Regions from separate parts of the Danio rerio genome. Here region 1 is linked to region 2. Evidence: chromatin contacts called from public HiChIP or PLAC-seq data. All regions are on one chromosome and are shown on one strand. Each heading gives the region's core, a stretch centred on a gene start, on an enhancer-like site or on the middle of the called end of the contact. The rest is flanking DNA. Distances are from core to core; before and after follow the strand shown.

Evidence for each region. HiChIP or PLAC-seq counts read pairs in DNA pulled down with a chosen protein or histone mark.
Region 1: an H3K4me3 HiChIP or PLAC-seq map of gastrula embryo shows a contact between it and region 2, with 6 times the contacts expected there. The contact joins the promoter of nsd1b here to the promoter of fgfr4 in region 2. A contact is called at or near these places in 2 of 18 Hi-C or Micro-C datasets (caudal fin and embryo) and 2 of 4 datasets of contacts at active chromatin or transcription factors (embryo and gastrula embryo).

What each region holds. Positions count from the first base shown.
Region 1 is chr21:41,012,497-41,017,327 of GRCz12tu, forward strand. nsd1b (nuclear receptor binding SET domain protein 1b) reads left to right here and starts at 2,564. Exons shown (of 23, transcript XM_073935469.1): 1 at 2,564-2,665; 2 at 2,792-2,922; 3 at 4,758-4,831.
Region 2 is chr21:40,853,646-40,858,532 of GRCz12tu, forward strand. fgfr4 (fibroblast growth factor receptor 4) reads right to left here and starts at 2,373. Exons shown (of 20, transcript NM_131430.2): 1 at 1,749-2,373; 2 at 645-826. The coding sequence starts at 735.

The sequences.
Region 1 (4,831 bases), core at 1,314-3,813, 160 kb after region 2:
TACGGACAATTTAGCCTACCCAATTCACCTGTACCACATGTCTTTGGACTGTGGGGGAAACCGGAGCACCCGGAGGAAACCCACGCGAATGCAGGGAGAACATGCAAACTCCACACAGAAACGCCAACTGCGACCCAGCAACCTGCTTGCTGTGAGGCGAACGTGCTACCCACTGCGCCACTGCGTTGCCTTAGGCCAACATGAGATATTCAATGTTAAAAGTGATTTAAGGTTAAAAATAGAGACATTATATGACATATACTGCTCAAAAAAATAAAGAGAACACTTAACGCAAAGCAATTCCAAGTGTTTCCTTTATTATTTGAGCAGTATATTTTTGATATATACATTTATTAAAGGGTTATTCATTAATTAATTTTCCTTCGGCTTTTTCCCTTTATTTATCAGGAGTTGCAACAGTGGAATGAACCGCCAACTTATCCAGCATATGTTTTACACAGCAGATGCCCTTCCAGCTGCAACCTTACAAACACTCATACACTCATTCACATATGCACTGCAGGAGAGGCTTGTGTGTTATATTTTATCTAACCCCATTAATTTGTTCATTATTTGGCCAAAACCAAAAAAAATGTGCCCCACTCTGCCCTATGTTTTCACAAGAATGTTTAGGCTATAAGTAGGGCAAGACTGAATTTGCAGACATTTTTTTTCTATCTCTGTGCAGAATTTTTGTAAAAATCTGCTGATTTAAGCAGAATGATTTTGGGAGTATCATAACTAAAACCATGTTTACAATGCAAATACAATTAGATCCACTTTATTTGGTAAACAAAGCAAGTCCCTCATATAATATATCTTCTAAAACACAGAAAATATTACTTTACAAACTATATTGTAAATAAATCATATAAATATTTTATATTAGTCAATAATATTACTGAAATTAATTTAAAACTGAATAAATATGAATTTACACGCATTTAAAAAAAACAGAATCAACGATGGGCTAAAAATCTGCAGATTTTCCGCAGATTTCCACAAACTTTTAGCCTATCATTAATTCTGTTTATTTACTTGGGTAAATGTGTGTAAATCTATTTATACAGTATTTGTTATTAATTACAGTAATATTTACTTATATGAATGTTCATCTGATGTACAATACAGTTTGCAAAGTATTTTTTTCTGTCTTTTAGTAGATATATTGTATGAGGGACTTGCTTTGTTTACCAAATAAAGTGGATCTAATTGAATTTGCATTTTAAATATTAAATAAAAGTTAAAAAGATAATATTAAATATTTCACATGTTAAGGTTTTAGTTATGATACTCCCAAAATAATTCCACAGAAATCCGCAGATTTTTACCAAAATTATCCGCAGAAATAGCAAAAAACGTCCGCAAATTCCGTGTACTTTTCCTGCTGTAACTTAGCCTACCCCGGGTGTGTTTTTTTCTGTCAGGTGCGGCGCTGTTCAGGCGAAGCAGAAAACAGCAACAGCAGGCCCACAGACAGCTCTGAAACACTTTCTCTCTCAGCTCAACGCCAGTGTTGACATCTTTCGCAGATTTCCCTTAAAGATGACAGAGAGAAACATCTTTAACTGCGTCGAGTGGATACGACGGCAGTCCCCAAGCCCTGAACACGCCATCCCCTAAAATATCCCTAACCGGACGATGAACAGTTTTGAGTTATGCAGGATTTGAAACAGACATGTTGCAAACTACCCCAAATACATGTTATCGCTGCCACTTATTGAAATGGGATAAAAATATATCTGTTCGTCGCTTTAAATCGCTCAAATGCCAAACTCGCACGACATTAATCCTTGGCACAGTCGTCGGCATAATGTCCGACTCCTCCATTTTCTCTCACCAGAATTGTTTTATTAACGGCAGAAGCAGGAAATCAAACCCGCGGTGTATTTGTTCACACGCCCAAATATAACCTGAATGAACAGATTCGATGCCATTTTATGAAGATGTGACTTAATGAGACGGAGAAGCCGCGTTGCTGGCGATGTTTGTGCCTTGTTTATTACGCACATCCTCTTCTAATACATATATATATAACGTTACACGAATTTGCCATTATTCATGGAGTAACACTGCAGAACGCATAGAACACGTTGAGCGCGAGGCATGTTATCATTAACACAATGTAAAAAGCGTCGTTGAAAGGCGAGCTACAACTTCTTGGATGTATAAAGGCTTACTTCAAAATCGAAATTTAACACTTTGTGGCCTGTGCCAGCACACGGCAGACTCCATCTTGAATAACAAGAGCGCTGAACTTACAATCAAAACGCGTATTTAAATAATGTTCCTAATGTTTGTGTTAAACACTTATGTTTGTTTCAGAATTTTCTGTCATATCACTTCAATGAAACATGCTGTCAATTAATAGCAGAAACGTCAACCCGTTATAAAAGCGCGTATAACTGGGGAAAATGTTGAAAAGACGTTGAAATGTTCGATTAAAAATGCATTTGAGCGTTTATTGGGATGTGTTTTGGGGATAAAGTGAAGCACAGGAGTTGAGGAGAGCTCCTCTCACAGGGGGCTGGGTTGCTGTGCCGATTGGCTGCTGTTCATAGACACATACAGTCACGGGCTTGAAACAGAACCAGGAGCAGGTCGACAGCAAGGAAAGCATAATCACTGAAAATGAAAAGTACAACGTCCGTATCGTAAAGCGGAGGTACGCTGTGACTCAGACACCGCGCACTGGGAAGCCTGCTCTCTGCGTGAGTGTTATAATGCATGTCTTTGCTGTGTTTTTATATTGTAGGGCTGGAGAGTGATGGTAGCGTGAATGTGTTCTCAGGTTCTCTGGCCTACTACTGCAGCTGCGGCTGGGATTTTCTTGATCCACTTTCACAATTTGGGAAAAGGGGTCATTTCACGCGCACAAACGAAGTGGTTTCAGTATGAATGACACTTGTCAACATGCAAATGGTAAGATTTCAGCGGTGTTTCCTTGAGTATAACATTCTGTTTGTTTTTTTGTCTTTTAAACGAAAAGACAGGCGTAACCCTGTGTGAACTCGCATATTTACCCGGAGATACATAGTATTAAAATACAAAGATATACATATTAATGAGATTAGCACGCGTGGCAATGAACCCAGCGCTAGGGGTTGCACATGTATGTCATTGCCGAATCTTATACTACTACTTCGTGTGAATTGTGTGTGTGTGTGTCAGAGTTCATGCTTGGCTCTGTCATATATGTGCGCCGCTTTCATTGCTGCGTCCCTATGTTTTGGAGTATGCTCGAAATGGCTCTCCATACTGGCCCTACTACTGTAAACCCGTCCGAACCTACAGTCGTGCTGAAAACTTTGAGGAATTTAGTTTAATTTTGTGTAAAAATCAGATACATCAATACATTTTCAATTTAATATCTAGATTGTATTTATATAAAAAAATATATAGACAAATACAATTTGTAGCTTTTCTTTTATAAAATAGTTCACAAATGTATCTTTTCAAATATAAATGTCAAGATCACCAGATATACAGAGAGTAAGTTTAGTGGGTGTTTTAAATAATGGGATTACACAGTGCAAAAAAAGCTTTTCTTACTTAAATTTTCTTGTCTTATTTTTAGTCCAAATATCTGAAAATTCCTTAATCAAGAAGAATTTTCTTGACAAGCAAAACCTATTGCCTTTTTTTCAGGAATAACAGCCCAAATTAAGTGAGTTTTTCCTCAAAACAAGCAAAATGATCTGCCAATGGGGTAAGCAAAATAATCTTATGTCAAAGAAAAAGATATATTTTGCTTACTCCATTGTCTGATTATTTTGCTTGTTTTATGGAAAAACTCGCTTAATATTGGCATATTATTATTAGACAATATGTTTTGCTTTCCTAGAAAATTCTTCTTGATTTAAGAATTTTTGAATATTTGGACTAAAAACAAGACAAAAATCTAAGTAAGAAAAGCATTTTTTTTTTGCAGTGCAATCAGGTTGGATATTTACTTGTTGTTTGGCAGATTGGAAAAGGATATTATATTATATAATTCTGGATTTTTTAAATTTTTTATTTACAAAGTACACCTTACAGTAACTTTAAAAGATCTTCAGGACTTTAGGCAGGACAGCAAAAAAGGATGCTACTGCTCATCCAAGTAGAGCATTTCTACCTGTCTAAAATTTGAGATCTTTTGGATGAGCAAGAAAGCTAATCATGTTTTATGAACTGATTTGCTTTTGAATTCAACATTCAATTCAAGAAAAGCAGTTTAATTGTATGGGGGCTCTTTGTTCTGGTCCTAAAAAAGCCAAATCCTGACTTAAGTTCAGCAGAAATTAACATTTTTTTTCTTGTAGAAGCATTTACTATTAAATAACTTTGTTTGGTCTTTTTATGTTTTTAAAAATAAATCTATATCTAAATAAAAGTGATCACAATATAGGTCAAAGTTGTATGACTGCTAACCACAATTGTGGATGAGTGTTGGCAGCTTTCCTGTATTACTACAACTAAAGAATTCAGATGCAAATGCCTTTAAGTGACAACTAGAAAATTAGCTTTTGTCTCAGGCTTCTGTGAGTAGGTTCAGTCATTTCACTTTTAGGGCAAAGGTTTGGTTCTTTTCATTCCCTTTAAAATGAAATAATGGAAAGAAAATAGGAGGCTGAAAAAAATCAGATTACACAGGGTTTTGCAACTATTATTATAAATTTATTGGTAATAATAAAGGATTCAGTCATAAATACAATTTATATAATTGTTTTAATATTATTAGCATATGCTTATATTTCTTTACATTTGTTTTTCAGAAAATGGAACAATGCCAGTGTGATTGGGCAATATGTCCTTTCTCTCAGTAAACTCATCCACAGGTGCCAGATCT
Region 2 (4,887 bases), core at 1,123-3,622:
CAGTCTTCACAAGGATCTACATCTGTTCCTTTCATTCACTTTGACTCAAAACAGTGCACGTAAGCTAAGAGTATCAACAGCCCAACAGACAAGGCTAATGACTAATGATGTGATTTAAGGAAATCCTCTGATTTGTATACATGAGACTTTTTCCACACACACACACACACACACACAAAAAAAAAAACTCAGGTCCATGAAAGTCTTAGTAGCTCTCAGAGATAATCTCATACCTCCATGGCAGGTACAAAATCTAGACAACCCCCTGTTTGTACAATTGAATAAGAGATCCATCTTTCCCACCCCCCAACATCCCACAATCTCCTGTCACTGGCACTGGGCCAGACAGATTTACACTTCCGAGCCTCAGGGCTTTGGCAGGATCAGGTAGCACTGTTTATGGCTCAAGAAAATACTGGGATTCTTTTACTCTCTAAACGATTACATCCTTTCCAACTTCCCCTGGACTTAAATTCTGTGCAATCGGCTCCACTTAATCATATATTAAATATTCATTATATTCAAACCATGCATTGCAGTGGGTCAGATTATACAGTTAACTACAACATAATTATTTTAAAGACAATTTATTTTGCAAATGACATATTGTGTACTTGTATACTGATTTTAATTAAAAACTATACCTTTTGCCCTGGGTTCCCCGGATGTTATGCTTCTTGAGCACACCAGTTCCATGAAACAGATGGCAATGAAAACCTTTAAGATGCTCAACATCTTGCTGAGGTAATGTTTGTGAGTGTGAGAGACAGCTGGTCAGCTTCAAATGCTGACTCCAGGCATTGGCAACCTCTGTGTAGTCACAAACCTGAGAGAAAAAAGAGCTGATTTACAATTCACGGAAGCCATTGTGAAAGATGAACCTTTAAAATGACATAAATGCATAATGCATTGCACATCCCAACCCTGCCGCATTTGAAAATGAATGTCCCATTGTACACCTAAATCATTGTTGGACATCGTCCACCTCCCGCATGGACATGAATAACCCTTAGGTACGAATGCGCAGCACTTAAGGAAAGTTGTTTATGAATGGAACCTGTACAACGTGCTTGCAATGGGTCGTTTCTATAAATAAACCCCGGAATTGGATCCGGAACATATATGACTTCAACAATTAGCATAATTATTTAAATTTATAGCTGATATATTACGTTGTTTGTGTATATATATATATATATATACATACACACACACACACACACACACACACACACACACACACGTATGTGCTTACTCCAAGTGTGCATCTAAAATACTTGTTTTTGCTCAGCATGAGAGGTAAATAATAGCAAACGTCAGGCTCTCCGGGTACGAGGAGACACATGTGATCTCAAAACATAGGAGAATTTCACACCGGGGTGAGAGTTTGGTTAAGCTAAATGAATCCATTTACAAGTGTGAAACCACTTGGTGGTGTTAATGAAAGTCGCAAGTAAACCTAAACCGGGAGAGAAAAATAAACAAGAGCTATATATGAAAAGTCGGACTTTCATTTAATCAATAGTTAACATAAGTGCATTATATTTTTATGGGCTACCAAATTCCTAAACCGCGCAGAAATAAGCGCAAGCGAAGAACAAAACAGTGTTTTATCTAGTACGTTCATTCAAAACAGCCTTAATAACTAACTTGAACAACCGATTATTTAAGGAACATGCATAGCTATAAATCATTTTTATGCAACAAATCTGACCCAAGTTCACCACATTCAAATAATATTTTTTTACCTATTTTCCTGTGCCCTTTGCCCGGTCCGTACGGGTTCAATAAGGCACCAGAAGTACTTAGTACCCTTGGTTCGCGGTGGCCCCCGAGACACTCATGTGCCCCTTTTCCCACAGGTTCGGGATTATTTATCGGTCAATCCAATGCGCAGCTTTTGGTAAAGCCTGAACTACTCTGGTAAATCCATTTAAAAAGCAAAACCAATACGCGGATGGTACAAGGGTAAGACTGCTAATCTTCGGATTCAAAGTCCAGTGCTGCTTTCCTTTGATGAGCTTCTCCGCTTCTCGCGCTGTGCTCGTAAGCGCTACCGACTCCAAAACCCGCTCTATATATCCACAAAAAATTATGATTTAGTCTCCTTTTCTTTCTCAAAATGAAAAGAAACTCCAGCTTTAGACTGTCCGTTGAAAATCATCCAGAAACAATCACTCTGCCGCGCGCCTCTGTGTTATTTCACGTGAATGCTGTGGTTTGCGCGCAGTGACAGTGGACCGCAGTTCAGCTCTCGCACTCTCTGTTCCTGTAGAATGATTTGCTCCACAGTTTAGTTGAGTTTTAAATCTGAAGAGCGTCTGTCTGGCAACTTTCTGCTCAGAGCAATGCGTCTCTCTGGCAGTGGGAGACAACAGCACTCTGAGGGGAAGGTTCACAACAATGGACTAAAATCTGAGGGAGAGAGAGAGGGGGGTTAGAGGGGGGTGTTAAATCCCCCACCCACAAAAACAAATCCCCAGAGGCAGACCCCAGCAGTGAGGTCTATCGATATTATATTATAATTAGATATAAATTATAAGCAATGATATAAAATGTATTCTATGAGAATTACAGCAATCTGTGACAAATTTATATCAATATTTGATTTTTTTAAGGATCAGAATTTTTTATTTTTTATTTTGTGGACGGTTATACTCCCTGGTCATTGGTAAATTTAAGAAAAGCACACACAAATAATAAATAAATAAATAAATAAATAAATAAATAAATAAATAAATAAAACTAATATTTATTTTTATTCAAGTGAAAAAGAATTAACACAATTAAAAATACAGAACAAATATACACTCAAAAATGGCTTTTGCTGCTTATTCAAAATATTTATTTAAAATGAGTTAAAAAACTTCTTACGTTTTTTGGGGACAACTTAAACGTTCTTATGTTCAATCAACTTAAATTTGTAAAAAAAAAAAAAAGAAAGAAAGGTTAACTGAACTTAATTGATTTGTGTTGGGACAACATGAATGAATTGTGTGGAACGCAGCATTTTTTACAGTGTAAGCTACATAAAACCCGTATAGATCCCCAAAAATTCAAAGACAGATTGATTAACAATTTATAATAATATTTCAAAGCAATAACAATACAACAACAATTAATATTATATCAGAAAATAAACAGGGGCGAATTTAGTGATTTTCAAGTCCTGAAATGCACCCTTTTTACTTTTATTCATTTATTTATATTTATTTATATATTTATTCATATTTATATATATATTGCTCAATCTTCCTTCGCTCAATGTAAACTTCACATTTTAAATAATTAAATGTCTTAAAATAAATTTACACCAATAATAATAATAATAATAATTATATATATATATATATATATATATATATATATATATATATATATATATATATATATATATATATTATTATTATTATTATTATTATTATTTTCTTCTTACATTTGACTGCTGTACTGCTCCATGATTGAGGGTGGTGGATATTTTCTTTTTATAATATTATTATTATTATTACACAACATTAAGTTATAATAATAATAATATTGTATTTTATTTTATATTAAATATTTATTTATGTATTTGTTTGACTCACTATACAAAATATGATCGTAAATGATGCTATATATAGTTTATATGCATAAATTATAGATATTTATTATTACAAATAAGACTTTCTCCAGAAGAAAAAATATTATCAGACATACTATGAAAATTTCCCTGCATGTTCTGTTAAACATCATTTGGGAAATAGTTAAGAACTAATACAAAAGGGGGTTAATAGTTCTGACTTCAACTGTATATGCAAATATATAGATGTATAAAACAAAACAAAAAATCTGCACAATTACATCACATTGACATTTTTTTAAATCTGTGCCACACGCACATTAAATAAAATGAATTATAATGCCTTTCAACATGAAAAAGTTATCAGAAGAAATGAATTAAGGTAATATCTAAGCATACAAAATAAAAGCAAAATCTGAAAGTCACGCCATTGACGCCTGTGTGTGAAAAATAAACACAATTAATAATCCCGCACTAAATTAGTAAATAGACCAGCTAAATAACTCTAAATAACCCCTCGATTTATTGCAATGTAAATAAGCGGGAACAGCCAGTTCCTTTGAAAAAGCTCATCCAGCTCTTTATTCAACAACTGTAAATGACACCTTTCCTTAATTACATCATTGTGCTACATTGCCCGCTAATCCTTTTAGACATGACGTCACAACACCGCGTAATTGATTTATTAGTCGATAGAAAGGTCTATTAGAGATTTCGCGCGTTTTTGTTTTTGTTCGGGAACTTGTTTGGAAACTTTCATAAGTTTGTTGTAAATGGAAAGAGCTGTTCTCCGTTGCTGTTTTCAAGCGTCTGCTTAATAATATGCATCTGGTTAATAAGAAAACTTTCAGAAAATTGATCATGGATAAGTTTCCAAGGTCGCGCAGGTGTTTATAACGAACCGTGCCCGAGGCGGAGAGAGTGAGGCTTAAAGTGCTTACGAGACTGATCTGAGGGGAGCACTTTGTTTGAAATGATCCAGTTTTCTCCCATTCATCAGCGGTCTTGCGGCACAACGAGCCCCGCGGTCAAGAGCAGAACGGGAGCGCGCAGACAAATTTCACTGTACTGCGCATGCGCAGACTGATCAAACAGCTTCATTATGGTGATCAAAGATAAACAGTTTATTAGACTTAGTTCATGATTACACTCAACAATAAGTGCCCATTAATACTAATTTACTAACTTAAAAAACAATAGGCTACATTAATTAGTACTTTTCATGCTTCTTAATGTTAGCTAATGAAAATAAAGTTCATTGTTCATGTTAGCTAATGTTTAAAAGCATTTAAAACGTTTGATTGTAATAGCCAGGGGCGGACTTA